2 separate regions of the Mus musculus genome follow, and region 2 is linked to region 1. A link is a contact called in public Hi-C data. All regions are on one chromosome and are shown on one strand. The core of a region is the stretch at or near the end of the contact, and the rest is flanking DNA. Distances in the headings are between cores, read along the strand shown. Region 1 has its middle 31 kb from the start of Dars. Region 2 overlaps Gm41950 (a long non-coding RNA gene).

Region 1 (6,120 bases), core at 660-3,159:
CACTATATAGCCCTTGGTGGTCTGGAACTCTTAGCAGAGAACCACCTGCCTCTCCCTCCCCAGTCTTGGCTGTTCTGGAACTTGATTTGTTGACCAGGCTGGCCTTGAACTCACAGAGATCCACCTGCTCCTGTCTCCTGAGCACTGGAATTAAAGGCGTGCAATATCACACAAAGGCTATAGAAGACTCAAGGAGAAAGAATTTCAGAGATGGCAGAAATCCTGTCCAACAGGTGCTATTGCTTCTGATATTTGCTTCCTCTTCCTGGAAGCCTGTCCTATTTTTCCTTCCCACCCTACCCATTGACCTTCCTTCCTCCAAGGATGCTCTCAGCTCTCAACAAGGAGCACCTCTTCTATTGTCCTGTGCTGTAAGATTAAAGGTTATCCTTTAATCTTACAAATCCTCTCAAATGCCACCTCCTTCCAAATGCCCAGTGTCTTTCCTAACTCCAGATTTCTTTTCTTTTCTTTTTTCTTTTTTTTTAGTTTTAATTTCTTAATTAAAATTTTAGGGTATCATACAAAATAATGGATATCATCCATTATACTTCACACTTGTTCCCTCTTTGCCTACCTATTCATGCTGCTCTGATCCAACTCTCTCCCTTCCTCTCTAGTCCCCTCTTAAGCTCTCTGCTTACACACCACACATTACATGCATCTCTATTTCCCACCATGCTAAAGATCTCTCCCTTCCCTCCCATGATCCCCTTTCTAGCTTTGTGACCTGCACACACACACACACACACACACACACACTCACACACACATGCTCAAACACATACATAACTTTAAAACACAGTATTTGCCTTTCTGACAATTGTCTGGATGATTTCACTTAATACAATTGAATGAAAAAATGAAGTGGAAGGCAGAGGACATGACCCCTTAAGTATGGAGATTTTTGCTGTAGATATAAAGGAGAAAGCCACAAGAGGGAAGAACATGCTTGACTTGGCCAGCAGAGTAAACCGGTTTCCGAGATCTAACAATAATAGCTACACCATCTTCCCAAAAATGCCACGATTTAGTTTTTTTCTTTACAACTGCATAAAACTCTATTATCTACACATACTGCATTTTCTTTAGCCATTCATCTGTTGATGAACATCTAGGCTGGTTACATTTCCTGTCTATTGAAAGCAATGAAGCTATTATTCACGTGGCTAAGCAAGTATTCCTGTGCTGGTCTAGAGTCCTTTGTGTGTATCTTTACCAACCTAAGTTTGTTAAGTCTCCAGTTTCTTGTAAATCCACAGCTCTGACTTGCCTCTTTACCTTTTCTCTTTCTTACTTGGAGACAGGGTTTCATGTTAGCCCAGGCTGACCTGGGACTTAGATATAGCTGAGGATGACCCTACCTCTGGAGTTACAGCTGTGTACTCAATGCCTGGTGTTATGCAGCACTGGGGGAGAACCCACAGCTTTCTGAGTGCTAGGCAGGTACTCTCCCAACTAACCAACTGAGCTGCAGCCTCAGCCCTTTGCTCTCTTTTTAAAAAAAGATTCTGTTTTATTTTTTAAACTCTCTCTCTCTCTCTCTCTCTCTCTCTCTCTCTCTCTGTGTGTGTGTGTGTGTGTGTGTGTGAGAAAGAGAGAGAGAGAGAGAGAGAGAGAGAGAGAGAGAAGGTATCTGAAGGTCAGAAGGTATTGGAGATTGGAGGCCTGGAGCTGGAGTCCCTCCATGAGTTCTGGGAACCCAGCTGGGGTCATCTGGAAGACAGTATATGCTCTTAACAGTGGCACCATCTTTACAGCCTGCTCTGTCTATCTCTTGAAGGGATTCCAGATAAAAGGTGTGGTGAACAAGGTGCCTTTAGCAGCGGGGTATGACACATAGGACATCCTCTCGCATCACGGGCTACCTTCTACCACTTCTGCTGTCGCCACCAACCCCAAGTTTCTCTTTGTCACTTCCTCTGTACTGCCACCAACTGCCAGCAGCAGCCTGTGCACCTCCCTTTCCAAGGCCGAGTCAGATCTAGTGTGAAGCTCTTGAGGAAGAAGTGGTTTAAGGAGATGGATAGTTCTGTCTCCCTTGTTCTACATTTATAGTTCTGGGCCACAGAGCGAGCAGAGGAGCATGTTCTAACTTGGAATTCTTGAGAAGGTCTGCAGAGCTGGCTAGAAAGTTGGGCCTGTGGTTTGAAGTTCCTTCTGCCTTTGATTTTACAATGAGTGCAGAGTGAAGTTGAGTAACAGATCTCTTGCCCAAGTAGTAAGGGACACCACAAAGCATCCCAAGGGCAGCTGGTGGCTGGTCCATCTTCAAGGTCAAATGTCTGTATATAGGAAGTGTGGGCTGCTGTTATCAATGCCATCTGACCTTAGGAGAATGTGTTGTGTGGGTATGAATAGGTACATACGTGCATGCATGTGTAAGTGCAAATGGAGGGCAATACCAAATAGTTTCCTCTACTCCCAGCTTACTTTTAAAAAACAGACTTTGTCCCTCAACTGAAGAATGGATAAAGAAGGTGCATTTACACAATGGAATACTATTCAGCTATTAAAAATGATGACATGATGAAATTTTCAGGCAAATAGATGGAACTGGAAAAGATCATGTGGAGTGAGGCAACCCAGACTCAGAAAGACACATATGGTATATACTTGCTTATAAGTAGATAGTAGCCATAAAGCATAGTATAACCATGCTATAATCCACAGATTCAAAGAAACTAACAAGGGGAGAAGATTGAATCTCACTAAGAAGGGGAAATAGAATAGACATGGAGGGTGTGAATGGAGGGAGGGACCTGGGTAGGAGAAGGGCTGGGGAGGGGAGTAGGAGGGATTCAGTGGACAGGCTGTGGAGAGAGGGGAGAACTGGAAATTGTGGGGGGAGGGCATTTCTAGGACAAGCTAGAAACCTAAGTCAATGGAAACTTGAAGGACTCTGTGAAGGTGATCCTAGTTAAGACTCTTAGCAATAGGGGATATGGAGCCTGAAATGGCCATCTCCTGTGACTAGAAAAGACTTCCAATGGAGGGATTGGGACTCCAACCCAGCCACAAAACCTTAGACCCACACTTTCTTCTGTCAACAAGATGTGCTGGAGTAAAGATGGAGCAGAAATGGAGGGGACAGCCAACCAGTGACTTACCCATCTTGAGATCCATGCCACAAGACAAAGCCCATCCCTGACACTATTAATAATAATCTGCTATATTTCCAGAAAAGTGCCTGCATAACTGTCATTTGAGAGGCTTCACCCAGCAACTGATTGAAACAGATGCAGAGACCCACAGCCAAACATTAGGTAGAGCTTGGAAAATTCTGTGGAAGAAGAAGGGGACAAAGAATTTAAGGAGCCAGAGAGGTCAAAGACACCATGAGGAAACCTATAGAATCAACTAACCTGAGCCCATAGGGGCTCATAGAGACAGAACCACCAAACAGAGAGCATGCATGGGACAGACCCTGCCCATCAGTAAATATGTAACAGTTGTGCAGTTCAGTCTTCATGTAGGACTCCTAATAGCAGGGCAGGGGCAGGGGCAGGAGGAAGAGCAGGGGCAGGGGCAGGGGCAGGGGCAGGGGCGGAGGAGGAGCAGGGGTAGGGCAGGGAAAGGGGCAGGAGCAGGAGCAGGAGCAGGAGGAGGAGCAGGAGCAGGAGCAGGAGGAGCAGGAGGAGCAGGAGGAGGAGCAGCAGGAGCAGGAGCAGGAGCAGGAGGAGGAGCAGGAGGAGGAGGAGCAGGAGCAGGAGGAGGAGGAGGAGCAGGAGCAGAAGCAGGAGGAGGAGGAGGAGCAGGAGGAGGAGGAGGAGCAGCAGGAGGAGGAGCAGGAGCAGGAGCAGGAGCAGGAGGAGGAGGAGGAGGAGGAGGAGGAGGAGCAGGAGCCGGAGCAGGAGCAGGAGGAGGAGCAGGAGCAGGAGGAGGAGGAGCAGGAGCAGGAGCAGGAGCAGGAGCAGGAGCAGGAGCAGGAGCAATAATTACAGCCTGATATGGTAGTTGGCATCTGAACTCCATCATTAATACCTTAACTGCTGAATCATCTCTCCAACTCAGTGGTTTTCAACCTTTTAGTTGATCCCTTTGCGGGGGCCTTGCTGTTGAATGACCCTTTTACAGGGGTCACATATCAAATAACCTGCATATCAGATATTTACATTATGATTCACAACAGTAGCAGAATTACAGTTATGGAGTAACAACAAAATGATTTTCTGTCTGGGGGTCACTACAACTAGAGGAGCTGTTGTTAAAGGGTAGGAGCATTAGGAGGCTCCATGATTCTACCTCAATCTGGAGTCTCTTATTAAACCTGGAGCTCACTTTTCTTAACCAGCCTAGCTGGTCAGCAAATTCCAGAGGGTCCCCTATCTCCACTACCTCAGTGCTAGAATTACAGGTGCACGTTGCTATGCCTGGCCTTTTCTGTGTATATGCTTGGGATTGAACTCAGGTCCTCCCATTTGTGCTGCAAGCACTTTACTGACTGAGCCATATCCTAGTCCCTCTCCACTTTATTATTACTATTATTATTATTTGTATGTATGTGCACTGCATGCATGCTTTGTGCCCTCAGAGGTCAGAAGCAAGCATTGGATCCTGTGGAACTGGAGTTACACATTGTTGTGGGCTGTCACGTGGGTGCTGGGAATGGAACCTGGGTCTTCTGCAAGGTCAACAGGTATACTTAACCACTGAGCCACCTCTCCAGCCCACCTTACTGCTTGAGATCAGATCTCTCACTGTTGATTTGGTGAGATTGGCTGGCCAGCAAGCTTCTGTCTCCACTTCTTCAGGGCTGGGATTATAGACTTGTGCTGCCGTTAGCTGGTCACTCTTCCCAGGGTTCTAGAGTTCAAATGCAGAACTTCATGCTTGCTCATGTCAAGCACTTGACTGGTTGAGCTATCTCCCTGAGCCCAGAATGTTTTTTTATATACTCAGGAACTGATGGTGCTAAGAACGGATAAGGACTAGAGAGTTGTTTCATAAAGCATGGCCTGCTTTATGTTTGGAGTGTAATAGGCTTGAAATCGGTTTTCCTGACATATTTCCAGTCTTGCCATTTATAACTGAACAAAGATCTTTCCATCATGGTTGGCCCTAAGCTTTAGCAGCCTTCAGATTTCATCTAAAAGACTCAGATTTCTGAGCTAGGCGTGACGGTACTTGTCTGTAATCCTAGTATTCCACATGTAGAGGTAGTTATCCTCTGCTACATAGTGAGTTCCAGGCCATCTGGGATGTATGCGACCATGTTTTGAAACAAAACAAAACAAAACAAAACAACCCCACAAATTCTGCCCAGATTCTTAGCTCTCACTAATGGAGTTTTTGAGTTTCTTGGTTGGCAAGGAGCAAATGAGTGGCTAGAGGATGCTACTGCTGACCAGATGAGAATATCTGCTTGAAGAGAGTGCCAAATGATAGTACTTATCAGATCACTTGCCAGTTCGCCTGCCTGTCTCCTACCACTGGATAGCAGTGGTTCTCAGCCCTAGCTGTCCATTAGAATTTCATCTGAAGCTTTTAAATACAGGGTCTCAGTAGAGTGGTCAGGCCCTACCTTAGACCAAATTAGGTCCACAGCTGTGGGTATAGGACCTGGGTATTTTTTAACAAAGATCCCCAGATAATGCTAATGACTGGCCAGGATGAGTGAACCACAGGCAGATAGTAAGCTCTGGCTCTATTCGACATTAACATATGTTATTCATTTGACAAATAGATGTTGACCACTTACTATATGTCCTGGAAAATGATAAAGTGTACATATGAGAAATGGTCTCGGACCTCATGGCAAAGACAGATCACATACACGAATATTTAAGCAGAAAGCCCGTGTGTGATGAGTGCCAATTAGAGGACTAAGCCATTATTGAAAACAGAAGGCTTGATGATCCAAGGTAAGTGGGCATGGGGCTGGGACCCCACAGCATTGTTTATGGTAAGTTATGTATGCCTCTGCCATGCATGAGGTGTGTCCCTTTGGTGTGGGAAATTGCTCATTTGTTGGTTCATTGAGGATGCTCTGACTGATTCACCATGGTGGGTCTGATTGAACTGTGGAAATGATGGAACATTCAATCAATAGCTAGTCAGCTGGCGACTAGTCCTTTGCTAAGTATGCTATTAAGGCTGTTTTCAGAGTCCCGTGCTCAA
Region 2 (6,012 bases), core at 280-2,779, 100 kb after region 1:
ACATGGTTCATGTATCCCTTTTGTGACTCTAAAGAATAAGGTCGAGGAAGCCAGGGTTTCTTCTCCCTTTATGAAAGCTGAAGGAAGAAGCAGCTTGAAAGAGAAACATGCTCTGTGGATATTTAAGATGCTCAGGTTCAGCCATCTTCCATCTAAGCTGCATTTGGAACGCATTGTGTGATGGACAGGAGAATATGAGAACAAGAAAGCCCAGCCGGTTATCTACAAGCCACCATCGATCAGGAAGAATTAGCTCATTGTGGTGAGAGGAAGGGAGCAGGAAGAGGGCTGGAAAAGGAAATTGAAAATGCTAATGAGCGTGAAAGCACCTTGGCCCCCTTTCCCTTTCTTTCCTTACTCAGATCTTCCTAAGATTAGGGCCCTGCAGGGAGTACAGGCTCTCTTTGCACTCAAGTTGGAGGTGCTCACAGAGTCGCTGGCTTTACACGCAGGAAGTATGGGTTAAACATCAGCAGCAAGGCCTGGACACAATGTTTCACAAAGATCTCTTTCTATCTTTTGTTCTTTGCGAAGCAAGCGGTCAGGAAAAGGGCTCTTCTGTCAAAAGTGCCTTTTCTTTGGACAAGTCTGGAAAAAGAGAATTCCTCTCACCTTAAAAGAGGATTTGAGGGATAGGGATGTGCCTGAGCTGGTAGAGTTTGCCTCTCATGCATGAGGCCCTGGGTTTGATCTCTGGTATCACAATAACCCACAAATGGCACTATGGACTTGTGATTCCGTACTCTGGAGGTGTAGGCAGGAAGACCAGGAGTTCAAGGTCATTTTCAGTTATTTAGTGAGTTTGAGGTCAGCCTGGGCTATGTGAGATCCTGACCTTCCTCAAACTCCCAAGCTAAAAGAGACGAACTATGATGGAGAGGTGGCCCAACAATTAAGAACTTACCTGAAGAGCACTGGGGTTCGTGTCTCAAGAAAAAAAAATCATCCAAAAAACAAACCACAAGCATCTCAGAGCTGCCCATAACTCCCGCTCCAGAGGATCCCACACTCTCTGCAGGTACTTGTATGTGTGTGGTGCACAGAGCAGGTACACATAGCACATACACACACATAACATGGAAAACAATTTTTCTTTTTTAAAGAGAGATGCCTTCATGATTGGAGTCTTCTGTTTTTGTTGGAACAGCATGTGAGTTTAAGAGTTTTGTGTCGGGGGGGGGGGGCACCAGGGAGATGGTTCAGTGGTAAAGTACTTGCCACACAACTGTGAGGACCTGAGCCTGGACCCCCAGAACTCACATACAAACAGATGTGGCAGTGTGCGTTGATTGTCTCAGTGCTCCTATGGGGAGGGGGAGAACTGCCAGAGACTCAGAAACCAGCTCTGTGGTGTTCCCAGTGATGGACAAGAACAGGGGCATCCTCACTGGAGCCAGGTAGACGGCAAAGACCTATACCCAAGGGTGTCCTCTGGCTTCCACACGTGCAGCATGGCATGCATATTCTTGCACTGACACACATGAGCACATATACACAAAGCATTTTTTTAAGTTCCTATTTTTTAACTACCCCTTTATAGAAAGCTGTGTTTGCTGGTGTTTAGAGGAAGACACAACTTGCACTTGACCGGGACCATAGTCTGGAACTTCCAGGGGTTGAGTTACACCTCCTCCACAGAGGCTCCAGAGTTTGTAGCATCAGGTGTTGAGAAGTGGCCATTTGTTAGAGCAGTGGTAGCTGAAGGACTTAGCTTGGAGGCATGTGTATGCATTAAGCTCACTGTTGTCATTTAGAGTGTCATTTGTAGTGGGCTGATGAACTGTTAGAACTGTAGTCTTCTACCTTGCTAACACTGTAAAAATCACATGGAGAGCCCAACTTTCTCTCTGTGGCCCTGTCTCCCTGCAGTCACATCTCCATTGTGTGTGTGTGTGTGTGTGTGTGTGTGTGTGTGGTTTTAACCATAACAGTGTGTGAAGCTGCTTATGTGAGCTACGTGAAGCAGTCAAATTCACAGAAACAGAAAGTAGAAGGTGGTTTCCAGGGACCGAGGAGAAGAGAAAAAGGGTGAGTCATTGTTTAAAGAGTGTGGCACTTCAGATTTTCAAGATGAGAAAGTTCTAGAAACCCTATCCTATGCTCATCTACTGAACTATAGACAAGAATGCTGTGATGATATTTTATATACTTTGCACTAAAGGGAAAGAAAGAGCAATAGAGACAAAAGTGTTTGGTGTGGTTTGGATATGCTTAGTCCAAGCAAGGTTTATGGAACTTGGTTCTCAGTGTGGTGGAGTTAAAGGTCTGTGAAGAGATGTTTAGAGTATCGGGGTTTGCTGCCCCGAGGGCAGGCTCTTAGGACAGCACAAACCTGACCCCCCAGTGGCTTCCTGGCCTCCTGTTTCATCATATATTCACACGTATTCTCTCTTTCTTGCCAGGATGTCACTCACTATGATGTGATCCAGTCTGAGGAGACTCTCACCAGAGGCTGAACCAATGGAACTGCCCAATCTTGGATGTCTAGCATTCCAGATTTCAAGCTAAATAAACCTCATTCTCCCCCAACCCCGTGTGTGTGTGTGTGTGTGTGTGTGTGAGAGAGAGAGAGAGAGAGAGAGAGAGAGAGAGAGAGAGAGAGAGAGAGAGAGAGAGAGACAGATAGACAGACAGACAGTCAGAGAGACAGACAGAGACCGGCAGACAGTGTGTCTACTGTGGTTTTTAAGACCACATTTCTCACTGGCCTGGAACTTAAGTAGCCTGGCTGTGCGTACCCATGAGCCCCAGGGATCTGCCTGTCCCTGCTTCCTCGTACTCTCACTTTAAGCCACGACCATCACAACTGGCTTTTTTTTTTTTTTTTTAACATAGGTTCCTCAAGCTTGCCAGGAGAGCACTTCCCTGACTGAGCCATCTACCCCTAGACCTACTTTTCTGTCCCTTAAACAATATGCCTTCCAGCCACGGCTTAATCCTTGTGTGCTAGAGCTAAGTGCAAAGCCTGCCACAGACTCTGTGCTGTTCCAGCGTTCAGAACTGGACTCCCAGAGTTCATTCCTTGTGTGACTTCTCTATCTCCCCTGTCACTATCAATTGCTAGCCACTGCATTCTCAGTTTGCGATGAGACTCTCGCCTGTCACCCCCACACACATTTAAATCCTCTCTTATCTTAATCTGTGAGAATCCTGAGTTGATTCCTAGACCTTCCTCTCCCCCTCCCCAGCCTTCCTTATAACCAAGGGACATGCATTGCAGCTAGGGTTTGATGTGTTTTTCTTTAAGTTACAGTTTGTATGTATGTATATAGGTATATCTGTGGTGTGCATGTAGGCATCCATGTGCCACAGAGCTCACATACAGGCCAGAGAACAATTTACAGCGGTTAGCGCTCTTCTTCTACCTGGTGGGTTCTGGGATTGAACACAGGTTACCCGGCTTCGGGAGCAAGTTCCTTAACCCTACGAGCCACCTCACTGGTTGCAGACATTGGCCCCAGGTATCAATCCCGGAATTAGGGAAGATGTACTCAACCATGATGTTTGTTCTTATGGTGAAGTGTTAGAGTCCAACTAGCTTTATGGCCATGAGGAGAAAGTCAGAAAGCAGCATTCCCTTATGGCCTCTGCCTCCGTTCCTATCTCAAGGTTCTGTCCTCATATCTCTGGATGATGGGCTACAAGCTATAAAACGAATAAACTCTTCTCCCCCCGCCCCCCCAAAAAAACTAGCTTTATAGTAGACAAAGTTTATGCATCTCATTGTTTCAGGGGTTCATGTGTATCTGCTTGGTTCTGGTGAGGTCTCTTTGGTGTCAGCTTGGTTCTGCCAGGGCTCTTTTGGCTGTGTTTCACCATGGTAGACAGCACCAAAAGGAGTCCCTCACCAGGCAGGAGGTGGTCAGGGATCTGGGTGATCACACTTTGGTATTTATAACCATCTTTTGTTGAGAACGGGGAGTGAGCTGCAAGAGAATTAGCTGGTTGGCATGGCAGGGCATGCTGGGAGGCTCAGGAGTTCAAGGTTATCCTCAGCTACAGATCGTGTTCTTTAAGGCCAAGCTGGGATTGGAAAGAAAGAGAGAGGAAGGAAGGAAGGAAGGAAGGAAGGAAGGAAGGAAGGAAGGAAGGAAGGAAGGAAGATGGAAAGGACAACAGAAAGTTCTGAGAGATGGCTCAACTGGTCAAAGCTGCTTGCTGCAAAGCCTGGCAGTCTGACTTTGATTCTAGGAACCCACAAGGTAGAAGGAGAACTGACTCCCACAAGTTATCCATTGGTGTAAACACACACACACACACACACACACACACACACACACACACACACACACACACACACGCACACTTATCTCCCACAAGGGAATGTTTTTAAAAACCAACAAACAAAACCCCAAAAGCCCAAATCTCTAATAGACAATACTCCTCCAGACCAGAGCAGCTGGTTCTTTGTTCTTCTGCAAAAGGTGGCCTCTGAGTTTTTGTTTGTTTGTTTGTTTATTGTTGTTAGAAATACTTTCCTCTTGAATGTACTTTTAAGTACACAAGAAGGTTATAAGCCTTGAGCACTCATGCACAAACTTTTTAGTTTCTTCAACTAATTCTTTACTGAGTTTGCTTTCTCGTGATTAGCTTATGTCATTTATAATCAATTCACTACATTGGGCCAACTAACTCGAGTTCTTTTTCTTTTGTTTGTGAGACAAAGTCTTGTGAAGGCCAAGACTGGCCTTGAGCTCCAGTTGTAGGACAGGATGTCCTTGGATCTCGGTTGTCTTGCCTCTACTTCCTAAATGTGGAGACTTCCGATGCTCACTACCTATCTGGTTTTATGCTTATGTTGGGATCAAACCAAAGGAAGTGCTGGGGGTTCGGATACCTGACAACTTGTTCTCTCTCATGGAGAAGCTGTCCGGGGCAATGAGTTTTCTCTGAAGTTGCATGAGGAGCCCCTGAGCCTCAGCCTTGGCAGTACCTCAGCTCTCCTCACTGGGTGCCTGTGTGTGAAGCTGGCTGAATTCACTTTTCATTGTGCAGGGCTCTGTTCCTTTGCCGTCCTGTAGGAGGGCACTGTGTTCCCCTTTGACAGCTCACTCCTGGCATCCAGGGAGAATTGGGCCATTGTCTCATGGGGTTTCCTTTAGGCTGGTCTGAGGAGTGTGAAAGAACCCATTTAAAGGAGTCTGATGAAGAAGAGCAAAATAAAGATCAAACTCCAGCCCAGTCAAAAGCCACTTGTTAACAGACAAGCTGTGCTTCAAAGCGTTTATCGGGAGCAAGGGAGACTTATCGGGAAGCACTATGTGGAGAAAGTGGGCGGGTTTGGGAACATTCATTTGAAGTTCTAAGCAGACCACTGCCGGCCTGGCAGCTGCAGCTTGGACTTATCAGTCAGGCTCTGGGAGTTAAGTGGGCAGTTCTGGCAGATGCTAGTCTGTAGAAGAGAACAAGTCGCCAGTAGTCAGTAATGTTTATTGGAGACTCCCTCCAGCCCCTCTTGTGCTTTTATCCCCTCCTAGGATGGAGACACAGACACAGACACAGACACAGACACAGACACAGACACAGACACAGACACAGACACACACAGAGACACAGACACACACACAGACACAGACATAGACACACACACACACACACACATACACACACACACACACACAGAGAGAGAGAGAGAGAGAGAGAGAGAGAGAGAGAGAGAGAAGTTAGTTCTTTCTGTTATCCTGGATCTCTGCTTCCAGAAACTCAATTTATCCCAGAGTCATAGAAACTAGGCATAACCACTTCTCAGATGATAAACCAGTCTTAGAGGCAGAGACTCCCTTAAGCCTACACCCTAATGGAGGTATATCTCCAAGGCTGGTTTCACTAATGTCTGCTATTAATGATAATAGATGGCACTTATGACTTGACTGTCCTATGCCAGGCTGGCAGTGTGCCCTCTTTTGATCCCCACCACACCCTACAGTCTTATTATCCCCAGTTAACTGTAAGAACTGAGTTTCTGAGGGGTTGACACCCTTCACTTAAGATCTTCCAGCAAATACACAGAAA

What was found. A called contact is a pair of places that touch in the nucleus more often than the background predicts.
Region 2: a contact with region 1 is called in a Hi-C map of granulocyte-monocyte progenitors, with 4 times the contacts expected there. The contact joins two enhancer-like sites. A contact is called at or near these places in 1 of 15 datasets of contacts at CTCF or cohesin (CD8 T cells), 4 of 484 Hi-C or Micro-C datasets (the Ba/F3 cell line, Th1 cells, granulocyte-monocyte progenitors and 1 more), 2 of 115 datasets of contacts at active chromatin or transcription factors (bone marrow-derived macrophages and embryonic stem cells) and 1 of 9 other capture datasets (embryonic stem cells).

Annotation. Positions count from the first base shown.
Region 1 is chr1:128,445,487-128,451,606 of GRCm38.p6, forward strand. No RefSeq gene overlaps it. Among named protein-coding and RNA genes, the nearest start is that of Dars, 31 kb to the left of the region's middle. Within about 2 kb of position 1,910, at least 66 of the 459 cell types and tissues checked have an H3K27ac peak or open chromatin away from gene starts, as enhancers often do. A contact at or near this core is called in the Ba/F3 cell line, CD8 T cells, Th1 cells and 2 more, where this site is marked.
Region 2 is chr1:128,546,887-128,552,898 of GRCm38.p6, forward strand. It overlaps Gm41950 (a long non-coding RNA gene), which reads left to right. Exons shown (of 3, transcript XR_878510.1): 3 at 2,403-2,520. Among named protein-coding and RNA genes, the nearest start is that of Gm41950, 7.5 kb to the left of the region's middle. Within about 2 kb of position 1,530, at least 105 of the 459 cell types and tissues checked have an H3K27ac peak or open chromatin away from gene starts, as enhancers often do. A contact at or near this core is called in the Ba/F3 cell line, CD8 T cells, Th1 cells and 2 more, where this site is marked.